Regions from separate parts of the Anser cygnoides genome. Here region 1 is linked to region 2. The links are chromatin contacts, called in public Hi-C maps. All regions are on one chromosome and are shown on one strand. The core of a region is the stretch at or near the end of the contact, and the rest is flanking DNA. Distances in the headings are between cores, read along the strand shown.

Region 1 (6,400 bases), core at 2,907-5,406, 260 kb after region 2:
TCCCATAAATATTATCAACAGATCAGTAAAAGCAAAATGTGCCTTAAATCTTGTCTGAGCTGTATTTTGGATTCTCAGTCAAAGCTTTTCCCCCAGAAAGAGACGGCCAGGCTATGTGAGAAGAGTAGGGACAACTGAAAAGCCTGGACATCCAAGGACTGTTCACCAGCTCAGGGAAAAATGAACTGGTCACTCTTAATCCAGACCCTGATACTACATCTGCATTGCTCTAGCCTCAAAGTCAATACTCACACTATCTGGGAGCTTTGTTGCTGCACGAGCAGAGGGGCGGAAGGCAAGTTAGGCTGCAAGCGGACCACAAAGTGGCTGAGATGCAAAACCCATGAAAGCTAACCAAAGATGTGGTGTGACAGTAGTGTATCTGCACTGTAAGTGGAAGGCTTGTGTTCTGGCAATGTGTAGAGAATGGGCTGGCATTTAACAGCAGATAAAGAATTAGAAAATGCAGCCTGGCAAACATAAATAGTCATTATCACAAGCCAAATTCATTACACCCTGATAGAGACACAGATAAACCACACAGAACGTGGGATAGCACATATATTTTGCAAAAGTTACTCAACACGTCGCATATTGTCACTAACTAAAATTAAAGTACGTGCCAATGGCATTGCTTTAATTTCCCATCTAGAGAAGAGTCCCATTAATTACTTGTGTGATACATTTCACTTAACCTGAACAAAAACCCAGCATGCCAACCTGGCTCTAACGCCCGACTGCACCTTCCTAGTCCCTGAGGAGGCACAGGGAGCCCTACGGGATGCCCCCTGCACAGGGACATAGCTCCAGCATCATCCCTGCCCAAGGAAGGGGCTATAGCACACAAGAGGAGAAAAACCTCTTAGCATTGCAAATTTCGTGCTGCAAATTATAAGAATGGCCAAATTCCAGTTTGAGGAGTTTCTGTTCACTTTCAGAGTGCACCAGTTAGTTGCTTTGGACATGGCTTCATCATCTCAGTCTTGTACCACTGCCTACAAAACTAATGGCTCACATCAGCAGGGGCGTCTGATGGCCCAGCTGCGTAAAAAAGGAAGGTGCCCTCCCCTATCCTGCCTGCTACTCTCTTCATTAATACCTACTTAAACATCAGTCACAGTTACATTCTACACTGGTAAATTCACCGTGGTTTTGGCTTTTTGAAATACTGGGTGTGGGTCTCCCCAGCCCCGAGCACAAGGGGGAGGAAGGCAAACATGGCTGCAAGCCACCTGTCTGCCTCCTCGCATTCTGGGCCGGAGCCGGAGGCTGAACCACCCCTACCGCAAGTTGAAGCAGCCAAATGGTCATTAATGTGTGCCAGCTGGGATCACCCCCAAGGATGCTTTTGCTGGCTCGGGAGTATTGCAGAACACTACACTGGAGCCATGTCCCTTTCTGCCCTGGATATGTCCCAGACCATCACTAAAGTGCGGAGAAAGAAGAAGGATCAGATGGCATGAGATTCCAGCTTTAACCTAGCAGGGGATTCCCTTTTGCCAGGGAAATCCAGAAATAACCTTTAAATTCCCTTTGTACTGGTACAGAAACAGGAAAGGCACAGGGCCTGGGCAACTTTATGTTCGTGGGATATGAACAGGATAATTTTTTCCCCATTTTATTAGTACAAATGCAGGCCAGATCATTAGTAGCTAGCTGACTGAATTCTTCAGTGGAACAATTTTGAAGTCCCATTCAGTTTCTGAAGGTCATAAGTGTTCTTTGCAAAATTGTACCAATCAACATCAAGCAACATTTCCTGTAGTCTCAAGCAAGGATGGAAGTTCAGCAGGCCTGAGTTTGGCTGGTGGAGCCATGTGAAGACAATTGCTGTGCAGCTGCTTATAGTGCTCTTATTCTGGAACTAGGCAGTGGACATCTGTTTGCTGGCTTTATCAGCCTGGCACCTTTCACCAATAATATATCAATACATGTTCCCAAATGGAAAGGGGTAGCTCATTATATCATACTAAGCACATGTTGACCATATTGAAGTTAGCAGGCGTCCCCTGAGTGTAATGACCTAAAATTAATTGTAATAAACAAAGAAAAAAGCACCAGAATCCTTTATATCTGCATCTAAAGAATTCTAATTAGGTGGGCTCAATAGTTGATGACTTCTCATTTTTTGTGGAGAAGTTACCAGACTCATGCCAAACTCACGTATTTCCACTGCTTTGCAAGTGTTGTTTTACATGCAGACACTAAGCTAAATCAGTACAGCTGGAGCTGCCATCAACTGCAGACATGGAGAAGAGCATAAAGTGAGAAAAACATCTAGGGTTAGAGTAAGAATGGAGTAGAGTCATACATTATACATACATAAGCAACTCGGGCAATATAACTTAAACATACCTATTGCTCTTTCTTCTGCTTCTTTAGCCATACTAAAATGTCAGAGCACGGGAAGCTCTCAGCTTGGCTGCTCCTTCCAGTTCTGCAGTCCTGATGCTGCTGGCCAGGCTTAATAAAGCATCAAGCAGGGTGTGAGCAAAGAGGTAGGCACAGAAAGGAAGTATGGTGGAGAAGAAAGCGGCATTAATAACGGAGGCACCAATCACCCCAAAAAGAGAAATGACTCCTCAGCTGAAAGAATAGGCTCTGTGAAGGACACAGGAGACTTTCGTAGCAGAGCTGATGCCACAGCTGGCTCCTCCCGCAGCTCAGAGGCACAGCACTGGGCAAGGAGGAAGGAGTACCATTTACAGACCTCCAGCACTGCTCCCCGCCATCACTGGTATCAGATTGAAGGCTTCACCCGTGTGCTCACTGGTTCCCTGCATGCTTTGTAGCACTAGATCGTACATGGCAAAGGAAAGGGCACTCATCATTCCTGACCACTCATAACTGGGAGAAGGAGCTCAGGCAGGCTATTAATGTCTGTGCAAACAGTGAAATGTTAAAACAGCTGAAAAGAAAAAACAGTTGATACAAATGTCAGGGAAGGAAAGGTGAGAGTGAAACTACATGAGGTCTGCAGAAAAACTACACAGCATCAGATAACAGAAGTGAAGAACAGATCTTGATGTAGTTTCTACCACTCCGTAGGGTTACAGCAGAGCAAGGAAAAATGTTTTCCAGCAGGGTTTCAGTTTCAAAGGGAGGGCTATCCTCTCAGCTCAGCACTGACAGAGCTGTGAAACAAGCAGGACGTGACATTTCCAGCAGACAACTAAAAAATCTACTCCTAGGGATGTGAGCCTACTGAAATCTATTAAAGGCTTTTCATTTTGTCTCAGAGTAGTAGCTGTTACTGCAGCCTATCAAAAAAACAAACAAGCAAAAAAAAAAAACACAAAAACCATTTCTTAGAAACATCAACCCATCTCCACCTTTGTGGCATTTAGTCTTTAAAGCAGTCCAACAGCTCCACAGAGCTAGCACAGGCAGAACAGAAGACCTAGCAAACTTGCTTCTTAGTTTAGGCTGTTCTCTGAACAGGCTAGAAAGTTTGTTTAGGTTCAACTCTAATACCATCTTCTGGACTGCAACAAGTTTTCCTTCAAAGTAACATAAAAGGAGTGCCAAAAGCTTCTAGAATGCCTTGAAAGTCTGAGCTGGGGCTTTGTATGTGTGTGTGTGTTTTAATGAATATATTTCCACAGTTTATAAAGCAACATCTGTGGAGGTCAGGCAATTAATAACCAGCTGAATTATCATTTCCTCCAGTAAATCAGAAGCCATCAGAAGCAGGCCTGTGCAAAGTTCAAGTTTAAGTAAAGCTAAAAGAGTGACAGAATCATAAAAGTTAACAAATAGCTAATACTTCAGTCCATCCTCATTATCCGAGGATATACAATAAGTGCATTTATGCAATCATAGGTATTTAACATCACATCCTTACAGGACTGCATGGCAAATAGCATAACATTCACAGCTTTAACAAGAGACTTTGGGACTTCCAGGACACTTACGTGTTCAGAAATCAAACTGGAACAGAGCCCACTTGTGAAGTCTAGAACTGCTATTTGATTTTCAAACAACAAATGAAAGTTCAAAGGTAATCAGATCTGTGTTTTTATACTGACTTAGAGTCAAAAAGAAAAAGTAGAGGCGCTAGGTAAGATTTTAGACCTCAAAACATAGATTAGGACTTTCCAGACTCCTGCCACTGGATAAAAACCAGTTAGAAATATATCCTACAAGCCTTGCTGGCTATTTGTCCAAGGAAATATGATCAAGTCTGGAATTGCTCCCTTTTACACAGGCTGCCAAGTGCTGCCAGGAGACGCTCTCCTGAAGCATGCGCAGCTGACGAGCCTGCGCTTCGTGGTAGAGACATCTCAAGTGAGCAGAGTCACAATTATAGTGTAATTCTTTACTACTACCATAAAAATGCTTCAGCTTTAAAACATAAACTTGAGAAGGGAAGGAAACATAAATTCTTAAACAGTTACTAAATTATAGCTTTTTCTTTCTCCAGTATAATTGTTTTATCTGCATCTAGTATTGATGTCTGCATTATTGTAAAGAGCGCACCTGCTATTTTTAAAGAAGTGGTTGAATGACACTGTAAAAATGTCAATTAGTAAAATATTAATGCTACTTGGGTGTTGAAAATAGAGCTGCTTTTATGACTTTTAAAATTCACAATAGAATTGATTATTTCGGCTGCAATCACAGACAGGATCTTAACCGGCTGCCATCTCGTGGCAGCTGCTGGGATGGTCTGGTGCTGGCTGAAAACTTAAATTTTAGGGCCCAAAAACTGGCCCTAAACTCTATCCTGCTGAATTCAGGACTGGAAGAGGGTTCATGAGAAAACCGTGGCTCTTGTTTGAAAATAACACTGCTATATTCTGTAGGGAAACACTGGGAATAATTTTAGGATGCACACGTGAATACAGAAGAAGGCATCCCACCAAAAGCATCCCTCAAAGCATTACCTAAATTATAGCGACAGAGCTGACCGATGGGCTAAGAGAGGTCTGTAAGGTCTGCTCCAGTTCCCTCTTCCCAACCCCAGACCTGCCCACGGGGCTGAGGCCGTCAGCCCTGACGCCTCCTCAGGACCCTTTTATGCCAGGACTGAGCAGGCTGGATGGGGGTGAGAACACGCAGCTGGGCCACCCCAGCTCTTCGTAGTGCCAAGATTTCTCTTTTCATGGGCATTCAAGATGATATTATCCTTTTCTTCCCTGGTAAACAACTTAACCCGGCGCTCTCGCTAACGCTGCAAAAGGCGTGGGGCTGTGCAATCTATGAGACCAATGAAAAACGTGACTTATGACCCCACTTCTCCAAATTATCTGTGCACAAATCCATGGATGTAAGTTTATGCATTCAAGCAGTCCCACTCAATTAAATGGACTCATCTAGGTGCAACTCCTTGTCAAGATGGGATCTGAGAAGCATTCAGTCAATACTGTGCAAGACTTCACTTCAAAGGGTCAAGGCCTTGCTCTTAGAGATCAGTTCTGGAGAACTGAGTGGGAATCAGAAGCGACTCAGTCCGAGTTCAGCACCTAACGTTTCTCCTCTGTGTTTTTCCCCGGGACACTGAGAACGGCGTGGCTCCACCTGCCTTCCCCTAGGGAGCAAGCTGCAGATGCTGATAACCGAGGTGGAAGCGGATGCCAGAGGGGAGCGGAGCAGCTCACCATGGCCCAGCTTTCTCAGCCCCTCGCACTGCTGCCGGGCCCTCGCAGCCAGGAGGCTGGTGGCAGCCAGTACGTAGTCCCGAGGATGCCTTCACCTGCTCGCCCCCACGGAGCGCTCCGGAGCAGACAGAGCAGAGAGGCGATGCCACCAGCAGCAGGCTCTGCCTCGCCATGATGGAGAAGTTCAGCTCCCTCCCCTCACGCTTTAGCTGTACAAAACCCAAACAACGGCGTGCTACAAGTGAAGTGCAATGTGCAGGAGGCTGCAGCGCGGGTGTGCAGACTATCTGCCAGGGGTTAGATCCTCCCACGGGCCCTACAGTGCTGTGGTTGCAAACTGCGACCTCCTGCAGTTCTGTCATAACCCAAGGAAGAGCTGGGCAGCATCCCTCTTGTCTCCTGTTAGTCAGACAGACAGCAAAAACTGCAAGAGAGTAAAGATACTGCCGTGTCTGTGACACGCACAAAGCTCTACCCTCACCCAGACGGGGATTACTGTCTCATTTCTACGCTCCTTCCAGCTTTCCCTTGGAATTGCCTGTAGGACAGACATGCACTGTTACTTATCCATCATGCAGAGTCTGTTTGCTTCTATCGCTCCACAGGGACACAATATCACAACAACACGTAGAAGGAAACAATATGTTGAAGGAACATACTCTCTAACAGTAGCAGTCTTAAAAATAGAAGCAATACCTTGTTGTTCATATCAAATTTCATTTTATGCCTATAAACATGGTATATAAGATTTTTAAAGGCTTTCAGAATGGAGAGCCTGAAACTCAAAATACACGTGTATC
Region 2 (6,342 bases), core at 3,139-5,638:
GAGTGTGTACTAGAAACTGAAAAACCACCCAGGCTAGTAGAAACACGTCTGAGATGTTTGTAGGGGAAGCAGCTGCGGTCAGGGAAGTGCATTCCTTTGGGGTCGGTCACACCGATCTGCCCGGGGTGGACAAATCCAGGCAGGGTGCTGGCAGCAGCTCACCTCTGCTATGACAAGTGCAACCTTCGGCTCTCTGCAGGTCTCTGCAGGGCTTAAGGTGACGTTTTCAAGCCCTTGTAAAGCGGGAGAGGGCAGAGTTTGTCACAGCACCACCCACCTCTGCTCGCGCCTCCTGACTGTTCACCATCTCCGCGGTTTCAGCTCATCGAACGCTCCCCTAAGACCTTGCCGCGCTCCATGGTGTACGTCAGCATCATCATGTTCGTCATGGGAGCAAGCATCCACCTGGTTGGGGACTCCGTAAACCATCGCCTGATCTTCAGCGGCTACCAGCACCATCTGTCTGTAAGGGAGAACCCAATCATCAAGAACCTGAAGCCAGAGACACTGGTAAAGAGGACGTTTTTATACAAGCACTTAAAACAAATATTAACTGCGTGTTCTCGTTTCGTGGTGCTCTGTTTCCTTTTGCCCTTTTAAATCTGTTTCATTGCATTGCAGATTGATTCCTTTGAGCTGCTGTACTACTACGATGAATATTTAGGTCACTCGATGTGGTAAGCAATTTCCAGCGTATCTGGTGGCCCCAGAACAAAGCGAGGAAAGGCAGGCCAGGGCTCTTTGTAGGTTAATACGTAAAAAATAAAGCACAGCTGATGAGAGCCAGCTAGGGATAATATTCTCACAGCTAGTGTAATTACAGTGGCTCTCTCCCTTGGAAAATTGCCCATTCCTGCTAGTTTTTTTTTTTTTTCTGTCCCTGTCATTCTCACTGATGTTTCGAGGATGTGCAGCTTGTTTGACAGCTGTAGGGAGCAGCAGGAGCAGCTCTGCTCTTCTCTTCCCTCAGCCACCTTTCCCAGGCCAGCTACAGTGCCAGGCTGAGGCTGCTGAAGACTCGTTGAGGGTTTTGCTCCTCTCGAGCTTGACTCTGAAACAGCCTGATTTTGCCCGGTCTCACTAGCCCTGTGCTTATTCTCTGCCTTCACCACGCATCCGTTCGGTGACCCTGCGGCCAGGGGGCAGGCGCCCTTGTGTCTGCAGTGGCAGAGGCTGCTTGGCCACACTGCTCCCATGGTAATTCAGGGACTGATTTCAGCACCGCAGCAGCAGTACTGCCCCAGGCTGGTCCTAGAAGCACCGTGGGCCTGGTCCTGTGTGACCGCGTGCTGCCTGTGTCCCTGTTGGAGCACACCTCACCCCCGGTGCAAGCACACCCAAGCAGCATGAAGTGTGGACACGTCCCCTGCCCTGGGTGTGCTGCTGTCGCAGATCTGCAGCCCCAGAGCTCTGTCCTTTACCTGCTGCCGGGTCATCCTTACATGTCCCAGGGAGGGGACAGGGAGCTCTCGCCCCTTTTCAGGTTGGTTTGCTGTTCCTCAGGCAGCGTGAAGCAAATCCCAAAATTAAAAACTAAACTTTTAGTTCGTTCAGATCCTGGTCCGCATCCTGCTTGCCTGCCGTTCGGCTTTGAGCACATCACAGCTCACCCCACTGCCCTCGCGCGGCCTTCTGAGCCTGCGAGGGCAACAACCACAAGTGTTGGGCTGAGCACTGGAGCCCAGCGTTTGACCTAATCAGCCCCACAAGTCTCATTATCTTCAGCAGCCCCACAGCAGGCTGTTTTCAGCAATTTGACAGCAGTTTTCAGCAGCTGTGACACTGGTTGCACCTTCACAGCCACCACGGTACAGGAGGGGGGTGTAAATCAGGGCTTGGTGCACCGTGGTGCCGCTTTGCGGGGTCACACCACCCACGGGAGCTCTGTCTCTGCTCACAGGTACATCCCTTTCTTTCTGATACTGTTCATATATTTCACCGGCTGCTTCACTCCTGTTGAAGATGAGAGCAGGATGCCAGTGGCTGCCTTGCTTCTGATGGGGCCGAGCAGCCTTTATTACTGGTAAGTGACTTCTGTCCTCTCAGGGAGGTGCGGGATGGAGGGAAGAGCACAGGAGGCTCTGCAGCGTGCAGCAGGAGCTCTCCCTTCCCCAGAGCAGAAGTTGCTGCAGTTTCTCCTGTGCAAGTCTGGAAAATGAAATCTCGTTTAAATGGGCAGCCTCTTCAGCCTTTACCAGCTGGGACAGCTTCAGCACAGCGTGTCCTTTTCCCTGCTGGGGGGTATTTCCTCAACCACGCTGTCATTCCCCCGTTGAGTTCTGGGCACCGGTTGTCCCAGCCCCACCTGCTCAGTGCTCCATGGTTCTCCTGCTCCTCCACCTCTGTCTCAGGAAGCCTGGCACAGGGTGATGTTGCTGGAGCCCAGGCTTTCAGCCTCTGCTTGCTGTCTGCCCGCTCTTCAAAGCCAGTCACTGCCCAGGTAGACGGATCCTGGATGATTTTGGGGTGGTCACCTGGTGCCCACAGCGCATCCACCTGGTCTCAGGCCAGTTGTGGTAGCGGGGATGCTCTCACCAGTGGTGCAGAGATTTTACATAGAGCCCAGGCTGCCTGCGTGATGCTCTTACGCTGCCTCCGTGGCTTGCCCTGCGGGTCCGAATAGCCTTTTGAGAGAGGTCTTATTTATTTCTCATTTTCAGTAGCCTCATCTTCCCAAACTGTTTCCCTGATGGCAGCCAAACAACTTTCCATTCATCTTCAGAGATGATGTTCTCTCTTGCCCGTGGCTTTGCCCCCCTGCTGAGACTGTTCTTATACAGTAAATTAATTTTTGATAGTCAGAATCATCAGGATGATTTGGTCAGTTCCCAGTTACCCCACTGCACTTCCTTTAAATACATCAGCGTGAGTCTCTGCAATTTGTGTGCTAGCGATTTAAGACCCGTCCAGTACAATTCCTCCTTCCTCCTGGCAGCCCAGCAGCTTCTCAGCCAGGTCTCTGCAAGGAGGCACCCATTTGCTAATTCCACCTGCCCCTCCATCCACGTGGGCTCTCCCAGGAGCTGGCACCCCAAACATCTGGTTTCTTCCACTCCCGATGAGTTTGCTGCCTCTCTCCCAATGCCTGCTTTAATGAAGGAAAAATATTTAGGGTACTTGCTGTTAGGAGCTGTCACTTGCTGTCACCTGTCTGCAGAGCCCAGCTCCCCACGAAGAGCACTAACGGGTCCTTTTGCTTTGCAGGTATCTCGTGACAGAGGGGCAGATCTTCATCCTCTACATTTTCACTTTCTTTGCCATGATGGCTTTGGTGATGCACCAGAAACGCAAAGGACTCGTCCTGGACAGCAATGGGCTTTTCCTCTTCTACTCGTTCATCATAACGCTGGTCCTCATTGCTGTCTGGGTGATTTGGCTGTGGAACGACAAAATCCTCAGGAAGAAGTACCCTGGCGTGATCTATATCCCCGAGCCGTGGGCTTTTTACACCCTGCACATGAACAACCTCCACGCAGGAAAGGAAAGTTTATAAGTTTTGATATTTCTGAGTGATTCAAAGAAAAAAAAAATAGTTTTTTCTAATGTAGAGGTAGTTCAAATAAATTCCTTGACTGACGTAGGTGCAAGGCATGTCCTGTGTTACCCACACCCAGCTAAGGAGGGGAGGTTTTGTACAAGCCCCCAGGCACAAAGGGCTGATCCTGCAGGTCCCCTACGCCCCCCCAGTAGCATCATTTTCTGTACCCGCTCACTACTCAGGTGATGGAGCTGAGCTCCTCCAACCCCGGCTGAATCCCTGTAACAGTTCATGTCCATGAAGTCTGTATCAAACCCCGGTGTGACAGAACCCAAGCTGTTAACAAAAATAAAGTTAATAGCAAAACAGACTGAATAAAAACGTTTGATAAAAGCTGAGTGACTTGCCATACTTGAAGCAGCTGTTCCCTGAGGGGAGAATCGTCATCCCACGAGACGCAGGGACCCGTACCTCAGGGTGTAGGAGGCTGGGGCTGTGCTGGGAAGGATGCGGCCCGTGGAGCAGCGATGTTCGGGGTCCTGGAGCCCAGCCCTGGGCTGGCATTGCCGGTGGATCCGGCGAGGCAGAGCAGCGCCCAGCTGAGCTGCTGGCTCCGTTTTTATTATTTTGGGACAAAACATTGAGTTCTGCTCAGCATTTTTGTACATAATCCTTGCCTTTGAACGCCCTGAATGTCAACCAAGTGCCAGAAGCCTGGCACCAGAAGGGGCTGTAAGACACAGCGCAGCTACCCGGGCTAGGCCCCAGAAGCTGGAGGTTGCTGCCTCCTCCCCAAAAAAAGGTTTAAAACCCAACCACCTCCTGCAGCCCCCCGCTCTGTTTCAGCATCCAGGCACGGATCCTCCTCTCCCCCCTCCGTCTAACAGCTCAGGGCCCCGCGGCCTGCAGGGATCAGGCCCGGTAGCCATGGCAGCGGGGTATTTATTACAGCCCTGCCTCGCCACCCAGGGCTGGCGGACTTTAGCCCTTCTCCACACCGAACGCAGCAGCCGCCCGTCCCCACAGCCTGAAACACACGGAAGGCCCCAAAGCAATGGTGAGCGAGGGTTTGGGCTGATACAAAGCGCACCCCCCGTGCCCCCCCCTTCCAGATTTTAAAGTTGTGTTGCTGTTCTCTCCTTCTCCCCCCCCCCTGCCCCCCCCTTTCTCGCTGCAGGCAAAATTTCTGTCGCAGGATCAAATTAACGGTAAGTACTTTTTTTTTCCCCCCCACCTACAATCATTTCACCTCCGATCAGAGCAAAGGGGGGCAAGGGGACAAACCCCCCTCACTGCCAGCCCGGGGCAGCGGGGGCTCGGGGCGAGAAATCGGGGCTGGCTTTGGGGAAGGGGCCCCTGCCTTTAGCAGGAAGAGTTTGCTACAAGAAACACGGAAGAGAGCTGGAGTAAGAGTATTATTGCAAAGCCGTTAAGCTGCAGTGCTCTGTGGCTCAGCAGCGCGGGAGGGGGCAGCCGGGGCCACGGCCCCCCACGGGCACCCAGCACCCACACAGGCACCCAGCACCCACGGGCACCCACAGCACGAAGGGCAGGGAGGATGGAAGAGGCTGGTTTGGGGTCTCCCAGCTGCTCTGCAACCCCCGCTGTGCTTTGCGTTATCCCTTCCTTCATCTGCCATTTTAATATCCAGCTGTCCACCTGCGGGGCGATGCCGGCAGGGACCGAACCATGCCTCCAGCACCCCCTCCTGCCCCCAGGAACGGGGAGAAAAGCGCTTTCTGATGGTCCTTAACTCGGTTGCAGACCAGGCTCCACTTTCAGACTTCCCTCATTAGACCGAAGGACCCTAATCGGCTCAGTTAGTTGTAAGCCTGGACTTTTAATTACCCTTGGCACTTTATTCCGGGTCCTTCCCCCCCCCCTCCTCTCCAATCCCCCCCATCCAGTACCTCTGTGAAAGAAGACACCGGAGGCAGACACAATATCCCCGCTGGAACCCGACCAACGCCGCCCCGCAGGCGGCAGGACCACGGCTGCAGCTCGAGGTAACCTTACATGACATAACGGAGAGTTTTGGTTTTTAATTAGAGTTCAAGGAATGCTTCTCCCTGTACGACAAGAAACAAAAAGGCAAGATCAAAGCCAGCGACCTGATGGCCGTGATGCGGTGCCTGGGAGCCAGCCCGACGCCAGGGGAGGTGCAGAGGCACCTTCACCTGCACAAGATCGGTGAGTCCGGGGCAGCCGAGGGAACCGAGCTGGGCTATGGCCAGAAAAAATTGATGAGCACATCGAAGTTAAGCTATCTGGTCCTGGCAGGAGTTTTTGCTTTGTTGTGTTGTTTTTTTTTTTTTTTTTTGGTGTTAAAATTCAGTGTTTCAGTACTCAGGAGACAATGTGCAAGGAAGAGGAGGCTGGCTGCAGGCCAGGCACTTTCCTGCTCCAGGGTGAAGCAGCCCAGGCCCTGCAGCACAGCCAGGAGCAGTCACCAAAGCCCAGCCCCAAGGCACTGCTGGCAAACGGAGCCAACGCAGCCACAGATCGAAGCAGTGCCATTAAAAAAGCTTCCGGAGCAGGGGAGGCATCCTGAGGCTGCTTCGGGAAACTGGGGAGGACACAGGAGGGGGTTAGGGCTGGATGGGGACTACAGCACCGAGCCCCTCATAAAGAATGTGCTCTTGTTCTTCCAGAGCGGAATGCAGAACTGGACTTCTCCACTTTCCTGAATATAATGTACAGGCAAACGAAGCAGGAGGAGCCCGAGAAGGAAATCATCACGGCCTTGTCCATGATAGACAGGCAGAAGAGAGGGGTCATCGCCGTCTCGGAGCTGAGGGCCAAGCTGACAAACTTGGGAGAAAAACTCTCCGAGGAAGAAGGTATTTCACCACACAGAGACGTAG

Evidence for each region. A called contact is a pair of places that touch in the nucleus more often than the background predicts.
Region 1: a contact with region 2 is called in a Hi-C map of liver, with 1.6 times the contacts expected there. The contact joins the enhancer-like site here to the promoter of CALML4 in region 2. A contact is called at or near these places in 2 of 7 Hi-C or Micro-C datasets (granulosa cells and liver).

The regions. Positions count from the first base shown.
Region 1 is chr11:1,884,900-1,891,299 of Taihu_goose_T2T_genome, forward strand. The region is part of intron 16 of IQCH (IQ motif containing H); the gene reads right to left. Among named protein-coding and RNA genes, the nearest start is that of C11H15orf61, 19 kb to the left of the region's middle. Within about 2 kb of position 4,157, at least 1 of the 3 cell types and tissues checked has open chromatin away from gene starts, as enhancers often do. A contact at or near this core is called in liver, where this site is marked.
Region 2 is chr11:1,628,578-1,634,919 of Taihu_goose_T2T_genome, forward strand. It overlaps CALML4 (calmodulin like 4), which reads left to right and starts at 4,389. Exons shown (of 5, transcript XM_048046229.2): 1 at 4,389-4,535; 2 at 4,656-4,686; 3 at 5,528-5,668; 4 at 6,130-6,318. The coding sequence starts at 4,533. CLN6 (CLN6 transmembrane ER protein) reads left to right here. Exons shown (of 7, transcript XM_067003990.1): 4 at 322-510; 5 at 622-677; 6 at 1,901-2,023; 7 at 3,205-3,876. The coding sequence ends at 3,493.